Linked DNA regions of Anser cygnoides: region 2 is linked to region 1. A link is a contact called in public Hi-C data. All regions are on one chromosome and are shown on one strand. Each heading gives the region's core, a stretch centred on a gene start, on an enhancer-like site or on the middle of the called end of the contact. The rest is flanking DNA. Distances are from core to core; before and after follow the strand shown. Region 1 overlaps ATOH8 (atonal bHLH transcription factor 8). Region 2 overlaps FGFRL1 (fibroblast growth factor receptor like 1).

What was found. A called contact is a pair of places that touch in the nucleus more often than the background predicts.
Region 2: a contact with region 1 is called in a Hi-C map of liver, with 1.8 times the contacts expected there. The contact joins two enhancer-like sites. A contact is called at or near these places in 2 of 7 Hi-C or Micro-C datasets (both in liver).

The regions. Positions count from the first base shown.
Region 1 is chr4:6,463,216-6,467,137 of Taihu_goose_T2T_genome, forward strand. It overlaps ATOH8 (atonal bHLH transcription factor 8), which reads right to left. Exons shown (of 3, transcript XM_048047474.2): 3 at 2,168-3,738. The coding sequence ends at 3,733. Among named protein-coding and RNA genes, the nearest start is that of ATOH8, 22 kb to the right of the region's middle. Within about 2 kb of position 2,001, at least 2 of the 3 cell types and tissues checked have open chromatin away from gene starts, as enhancers often do. A contact at or near this core is called in liver, where this site is marked.
Region 2 is chr4:6,670,243-6,674,164 of Taihu_goose_T2T_genome, forward strand. The region is part of intron 3 of FGFRL1 (fibroblast growth factor receptor like 1); the gene reads left to right. Among named protein-coding and RNA genes, the nearest start is that of FGFRL1, 93 kb to the left of the region's middle. Within about 2 kb of position 1,764, at least 2 of the 3 cell types and tissues checked have open chromatin away from gene starts, as enhancers often do. A contact at or near this core is called in liver, where this site is marked.

The DNA of each region.
Region 1 (3,922 bases), core at 751-3,250:
CAGCTAGAGCAGCGACGATGAACTGGAGCCATGGGGACCAACTCCAGCCTGCCAAAACAATTTTTTTCCCAGCCACGGGGGTACTGAGAGGTCAGCCTGTTCATGGGTGGTAGAGCAGGCACTCAGCTCGGGTCTTGTTGGGTCTGGTGGGGTGCAATGCGGTTGTGTTGGTCGTCTTCCCATACACCTGGCAGGGGTGGACCGTGCTTGTCCCTGCTCCAGGCTAGGGCTGGAAGCACTTCAGGGCAGGGATACGTTTTACAAGGATGGGAAAACCTTCTGCCCATAAAAGTGCATGTGCGCATGTGAGGAGCAGCATGACATGAGAGCACAGGTATGTGAAAAAAAAAAACAAAACACAACCAAACATTTATGTTGGTGAAATCCCACCACCTGTGAGTAAAAGAAAACCTTTGAATGAAAAAATAATCTGGTTTTATGGGGCACACAGACATGGCTGCTTCTGTGAATGGTCTTCTTGTTCTTCTTGAACAAGCCTAGTGGGGGAATGATGGTGGTGCTATGTTCATAAGATGGTCTTCTCCTTGGTCCTCACCCTTGGAATCTCCTTCACCATCGAACTTCTGCACAAACCTTTAGGTCAGAAATGAGGGGAAATGTCACTGCCCTTCACCCACTGCAGCTGTCAGCCGAGGCAGCAGGTGTGGTGTGAGCAGCAACGAGGTGCCGTGCTTTGTGTCTGGGGGATGTTATTGGCTTGGTGTATGAGTTCTGGTTTAATACGGTATTCAGGATCTGAAAATAAAATAAAATAAACATCCCACTGGCCTCTGGGGAATTGCTGCAGGTTCATGCTGTCAGAGCAGGATCTGGTCCTGTCTAGCCTGTCCATACCTCAGCAGTCCCAGGGAGGAGAAACATGATTTTTTTAATCAGAAAGCCCCCACCTTTTGTTCAGGGTCCCCTTTGCTCAGGGACACATCACCGCTCTGTCCTATGGTGGGTCCCAGTTGGTCTGGACGTCACAGGATATCGGCAGAGGTGACCCACCAGCTTCTCCTGTGCATCCCAGGCTGGGAGCCAAGGCTTTTGCTCTGCTTTGGCAGGAGGGTGACAACACGGAGGGTTTTGCTTTTCCAGCATGCTAACAAACATCGTCACCACGTTATTGGATGAGGAGAGCGATCACCTGCCGTGTTTGCTGGGCAGGAGTGAGGCAAGGTCAGCTCCCTACCTCGGCTGACCCCAGCCAGGACAACGGAGCGTCATCTCCACCATGGTTTTCAAGGAAAACACCAACATATTTGTTATCCTTTGGTAAAAATTTACCCTTCTTCTTGGTTTTGGAGCTGGTTGGTGGAGTTGGGCTGGGCTGGGACACACGGGGCAGTGTTATGGGGGATCATTGCCAGCCCCCTGGCTTTATCTCACCTCCCAGTTGGACTCCAAAGCCCAGCCAGAAAACACCTTGTCTCCTCTGGCAGAGCCTTGCTCACTTAAATCAAGGAAAGTAATTCAGTTTTTAACTTCTAGAGACATTTACCGGAGGGAAATGGATAGGGTGTGAATAGCAGGGCACGATTAAGGGAAGTGAAACTGGGAATGTGTAAATGAGCAACCTGATCTGAAGGGTTAATGTTTCCCTCATCAGAGGGACAAACGATATTGCGTGACCTAGAGCCCCAATCACAGCCTGACGGTGCTGCCCAGCTTGTGGCTTACGCATTTGCAGCAAATTTCTTATCTATCAGCAGCGATTGAAAAGGGGGAAAAAAGGCAAATAAAGATCAGCGGTATTGTATCACCGGCTCTCCCTGCAGACCTTGCTGTACTGATAATCATTAACTCTCCCAAACTGAGAGCCACCGCAGAGCTCAGGATTAAAACATAGCATTTCTCAAATTTACAGGAATTTAATGCATATTTGATGCTGCTTGAGGAGAGAAATGCCCAGCGTTTCCATAGCCCCTAGCTCCGCTGCACAGCCTGTGTGTGCCACGAGGAACATGGCCCTTGAAAGCAAATGCACTTTAAACCCAGCCCCTTGCTGTGGGTGCAAACACCTCAGAGTGTTTTTTTGTGCTCCTGTGGCCATGCACGAGTCGGTGCACTCAGCCCCTCTCCCAGTTATAAGCCAAAAGGACGTATTTAATGTATAAAGTGAAAGAAAGGGTCAAAAAACACGCTTAAGAAAGAAATACAAACGTCAATCTAAAAATGTATTTTATTGGGCTGCTAATAATGAACAGCGGTGAGGGCAGGGGGTGGTGAGCAGGATAATGAAAAGCTGGGGATCTGGACACAGCTGTCCCCTGCGTGCCCTGGGTATCTCGAGCATCCTCAGCGGGACCTCTCTCCTCCCCGCCTTGGGCAGGGGACGCAGAGAGTGGGGGGGGGGTCACCGTGGTCCTCCCACAGACCCCAGATGCTGCTCAAGCAAGCTCAGGTTTTTGGCACGCTCGACGTTCCCCTGCACACTGCTCAGGGCATCGGCTCGTGCAGGGAAATCAGCGGGCAGCCTCGAGGAGCTCAAGTCCGGCCTCACCGCCGGGCGGAGGAGCGAAGCAGGGGCTCGCCTGAGGGTGCTCGGCGGTGCCCTCCCAGCTCCGGGCCAGCTTCAGACCCCCCTGGTGCTTGATTTACGCTGCTGTAACTGGGATTTGAACCCAGCCTCGCTAACAACCTTTCCCTTTACTGGAAACAAAATACGTTCATCTCCTGGGTTTGGAAACCCATGTTATTTTACGTGAACACAGAGCTCTGTCCCCCATCATTAGCAGATGTCCTGCACACGAACTGCGTTTACCTATAAAGTCTGCTTACTCCAAGCAAATGTTTCTCCATTTTTTTCTTTCTTTTTACTTCAATTTGAAGTGAAAGGTACAGTATAGGATTCAAATGCCTTTGCATTACATGGGTTTCTGACCACTCGAAAACCCCATGGAAACAATGCCTTCATGAAACCGAAACGCCCGCTGAACCGCCTCGCTGCGTTTCACTCTGCCTAGCTGAACGTCCCTCTGATTTTCCTTTATTGCTTTACATAGCACTTAGCTTCTACTTATTTCAATTTTATTTCTTTATTAGAAAAACACCACCACAGATCCTGCTTCAGCTCTCACTGCGTGTCGGTATTGCTGCCCCGTGGAAGGTCGGGCCATCGCCAAAGAGGCAGAACCACGGAGCAGCTCCAAGGAAGGTGATAACCTGGTGGCTGAAGCCCCACGTGCTGTGTCCCAGCTCGCTCCCACACTGAAGGCTGGCTGCAGGGCTGCAGGACGGGAGGACTAAGAGGGGACTCGCAGAAGGATCCCGAAATTTCCGAAAATTCCCCGAGAGCTGGCCGGCCCACTCGCCATGATCTGAGCGGCGCCTCTGACTTCTCTTTGGCTCGAGGATTTAACGTTAAGGCAAAAATAAGACACAGTGTAGAAGCTCCATCAAATCTTTGGCACAACAGCAACAACAACAACAACAAAAAACGACTGTACACATGAGCTGAGAGGGGAACATTTCCCAGTTAAGCAAAGGGAAAAGTGCTAAATAAATTGCACGTACTAAAAGGTGGCTGGCTTAAAAACAATAAGAAGCATCGTCGTCCTTTTTGTTTCCTTTCTGTTCCAGAGATGAAGAAAGTTCCTTGGCCAATCGTCATCTCGAAAAGGGGTTTCTGCAAAAAAGCTGCTTGCAGTCTTCATCTGGATCATGCAACCTTTGCCAAGAACAGATGTAACTCTGGCTGGAAGCTCCTCCACCCTCCCTTCCCGGTTATTACTCCTGGAAAGAGAAAGAGGCATCGTCAGAACAGCGAGCACGTGCTGTCCTCACACGAACGACCCTGGGTGACGCACGCTGGGGTTTCCTTGGGACTCATTGACCCACGGTGCAAGCTTTTAAGGGTCTGGCTTGTGGCTACACAGCATCACCGTGTAGGTATGGCCGCGGCCAGAGTTCGTAGAGC
Region 2 (3,922 bases), core at 514-3,013, 210 kb after region 1:
GTTTCCCTGAAAAACATTGTCAAGTCACTACAGCTGTTGAGTTGTCAGTTTTCTGCTTGACTGGCAACACAGGCCTTTGAAACATTTGGGATTGAATCCTCCATCACAAAATCATTTTGATTTGGAAAAAAACACCACCACCAGATTCTCAGTTGAATTTTCTTCGGTCCTGTATTAGAGTTTTGCCTCTTAAAGAGAAGCCATATGGGTCGGCATATTGATTTTTTTTTTTCAGCTAGAAAAAATTATAATGACCTATCTGCTGAAGTAACCAAGAGTCTACATCTCACCTGCACTGAGCTTGCAGCTGGCAGGACAGAGAAGGGCTGGTGGCAGTCCTCCTCATTTGCTGCCAGGGAATTTGGGAAGGGAGCTGGACCCACTGCAGACACGGGTGGGATTCCCAGACCTGCCTGCTGCTCTCTCCGGAGCAATCCCAGGAATATCGTGGCAGAGGAGAGGGATGGTGCCTCCCCAGCCCCCGGCACAGCCCAGTGTTTGTGCTGTGTTTGCAGCGTCTCCTGACAACTGTGAGCCCACTTCAGCTTCTCCTGGTAGCCCTCATGTGTGCTTTGGCAGGAGAAACTCTCCAACCCAAGAGAAAGTTGGGGAAATTCAACGCAGAGCGGCTTGTTCCAGCCAGGGTCTCCTGTGAGCTGCTTTGGTTTGAGTGTGGTTTCCTTAATCCCTTTCCTTCAAGGAGGTTTGGAAGATGCAGCAGCCTCCACTTGTGGGAAGTGGATATTATTGAGGGTGAATTGTGAGGAGCTGATCTGTGCCTCTGGCTCGAAACTGCAGCGAGGTGCTGGGTATGCTGCTCCGGTGCCAATGTGAGCCATCTCCCAGCACGTTAGTGGATCCGTTGGCATCATCTGCGGGGACTCCACCAGCCCTTTGCCTCTGGGATGGTTTTTGGAGACTACAGGGAGGTGTCTGAGAAGCTGTGATCGTGCCCGTTTTCAAAACGTGGCTCCGCGACCTTCAGAAAACAGAGGCTGTTCTCTGGGCACTCCATCCTCGGGTAATTACAGATAATTTTGTGGTGGGCCCTTGAAACCTTGCCATGGTAAACAGACCAAAGGGCAGTGGCTTTTTTGGGGTAGATCAGTGGAATTGCATCAGAAAGGAATTTGACCACCTGACATCCTCAGTAGCCTCAGCACCCGCGTGCATCTCCTATCCCTCTGCTGGGAATGATTTGGATATGTTTTACCCTTGTTCTAGGCAAAACCTGGGTCACGGACACATTCAGCTATAAATTAAACTCTTAAACCTCAGACACCAAGGTTGCGCTTTCTATGTGGTTATTGCTATTTGTTTGTTTGACCTGTGTTAGCTCTTCTCAGGAATTTTTGGCTCTTCTTGTGCTCGAGTGCCACATTTTGCAGGAGGACAGGCTGCACACCCGGCTGCTCACCAGTGACATTTCCGCCATCCTTCAGCATCTGCAGCGAGGGAGGGAGTATTGCTGGTCCTGTGAAAGCATCCCCTCTCCTACAAGGCCATGCTGGCATGTCCTGAAGGGCAAACTCATTAAAAGATTCACTCGATCCTTTCCACCTGGTATTTGGAGAAAGCACTCCTCTGTGTTTGGGGCCAAATCTGTTTGTCTTTGCTCATGTGCTATGGACCGCAGAAATGGTTTCAGGCATCGAAAATAAAACCCAACAAGTTGTCTGCACATTTTTCCTGTTATTTTTTGCTGCAGCCTGTTTTTACAGTACTTTATTGCTTGTCTTACTGACAACCACCTCTCTGGAGCCCCTTACCAGCTTTTTTTTCACACCAGCAGTGATTTAACTTTTTGGGATGGCGCTGCTTTTGTGCCTTGCTTAGACAGTGTCCCGTGGACATCGAAGGTATTTCCAAGCCTGCTCACTGCATCCTGTCTGTTTGGGATTGTGGGGAAGTGGGATTTCTCCTCCAGCCTCCAAGTGCAAACCACTGGTAAGCTGAGATGGTACAGCCGGTTCTTTGCTGATGCTTTGGTCCCTGCTCAGCGTGTAAAGCAACGGGTGGGTATTTAGCCACTGCTTTTCCCAAACGTCTCTTCAAATATGGCATGACTCAGGCCACAAGTGAAATGGGTTTTGTGCTCTTAAGAGAGAAGGACCCCATTTAGAAGCCTGTAATTTTAAAGGAGGATGTTTAACTGAACTTAAAGCAATTTATCTCTGGGGCCAGCAAAGCTGGAAGATAAAGGGGAGGTTTTCAAAATTACTCAGCCGAGGCTGAGTCAATGCCTTTTGAAGTATTCCCATGAACTTCCTTGGGATGAGTATTGCCAATGCTGAAAGGTTTTGAAACCCTACCTACCCGTCCAGTGACACCTTTTGAAAAATGTGTGTACTGAGTACACATTCCTTGGGAAAATGTAAGTCGGGTTCACGTGTTGAATACTGAGGTGCTTCTCAGGAATGGGTGTTTTAAAAGGAGATTGAGAGAATGGATTTCTAAAGCAATTTTAAGAAACTATAGTGTCTGCCCTGACCATTAGGGAAATAGTACTTAAGCAGAAGCTATTTTTAAAGATAGTTTGCTCTCTTCTAAGCAAAGCCTGACCAGTACTGCTGTCGCAATAAGCAATCCCTCTAACACCAGTGCAAAACATTCTGCTGTTGGGTGAACTCACAGTGAGCACAAAACAACTGCAAGGCTTGCTAGTGCCTAACTCAGAGCTTGTACAATGCTTTGGGATTCAGAATGTGAAAGGCATTTCTGAACCACCTCTGAATATGAGCTGTGACCTCTGTAACAGTGTAATACAAATTAATAGGAACATGGAAGGTGGGGCCTGAGACAGTTCCAAGACTACAGTAATTTTTTTTTAATTTTTTTCTTCTGCTTTAAGAGAACTCTGAGCTCAAATATCGGGAGCACTGTCACTGGATGTAGTCCATGCATGCAGTTGCCGTTGGTCGTGGTGGGAAATCGGTGGAATTACCCGGAAAGAATGCATGTGAGTCAGGAGCAGGGTGCTCTGCCCACGTTGCAGGGAGTCACCCTCATACCCTGTTGCAGGGAGTCACCCTCTTCAGCTTTAGGACTGCTAAAATTCATTGCACTCATCCAAGGGGAGTAGCTTGTGTTGCAGTTCCATAGGGAGGAAATGAAGGGGAGAAGGAGCAAAAGGAGAAAAACATCAGGGGAGGGATTTCGTAAAAATCTTTCCTTCCTTTTGTATTGCAGACACATTAAGTACTTAATATTTTAAGAGCATCTTACTTAGAAAAGCTGGCAGAGATGGGATTCTGTATGAGTCTGCCAGATTGATTTACAAATCGGCCTTACGAACTCCTGCTGCTTAAACATACCAGAATGCGACAATTAAAGCCAACATCTGGAATTCATTGGTGGAGCAGATCCTAGATAAACATTAAATGAATGTCCATTTCCTTAGCATTGGATTTCCTCTGGCTACCACAGTATAAGTAGTGTCATCCTATCAGATAGAGCTGATGATGATACCAGAGCAAATGTCAAAGTCATGAGCCAGATCTATTTGTTCCATCTTTTAGCACCGAAACGAGGACTAGAGCTGGCCTGAAGACGCGCTGTTTTTTCCACTAGACTGTTGGGATGGGATCCTCATCTCGCTAACCTGTGCTAAGCTGGTCGTGAGGCTCCCTCTCTCTTCTGTGAAAAGAGGGCAGGGTGGCTTACTGGGCTGGTAGCAGAACCTCATCTTTGGACCCCGTGAATGTGCCCTCGGAAGGGTTTTCTTGCTCCCACTGGGCTAATGAACTGCCTTGGGCTGAATACTTCAGAGTAGGTAGGGTAATTTCCCTTGGAGATTTAAAACAAAAGTTACACAACCTAGAAGTGCTGGGGAATTGACATTTCAACTTGAGCAGTGTTAGAATATTTATTTATTTTTGTATAAATATTTACTGTTCTCCTCTCAATCCTTCCCCTCCCTTTT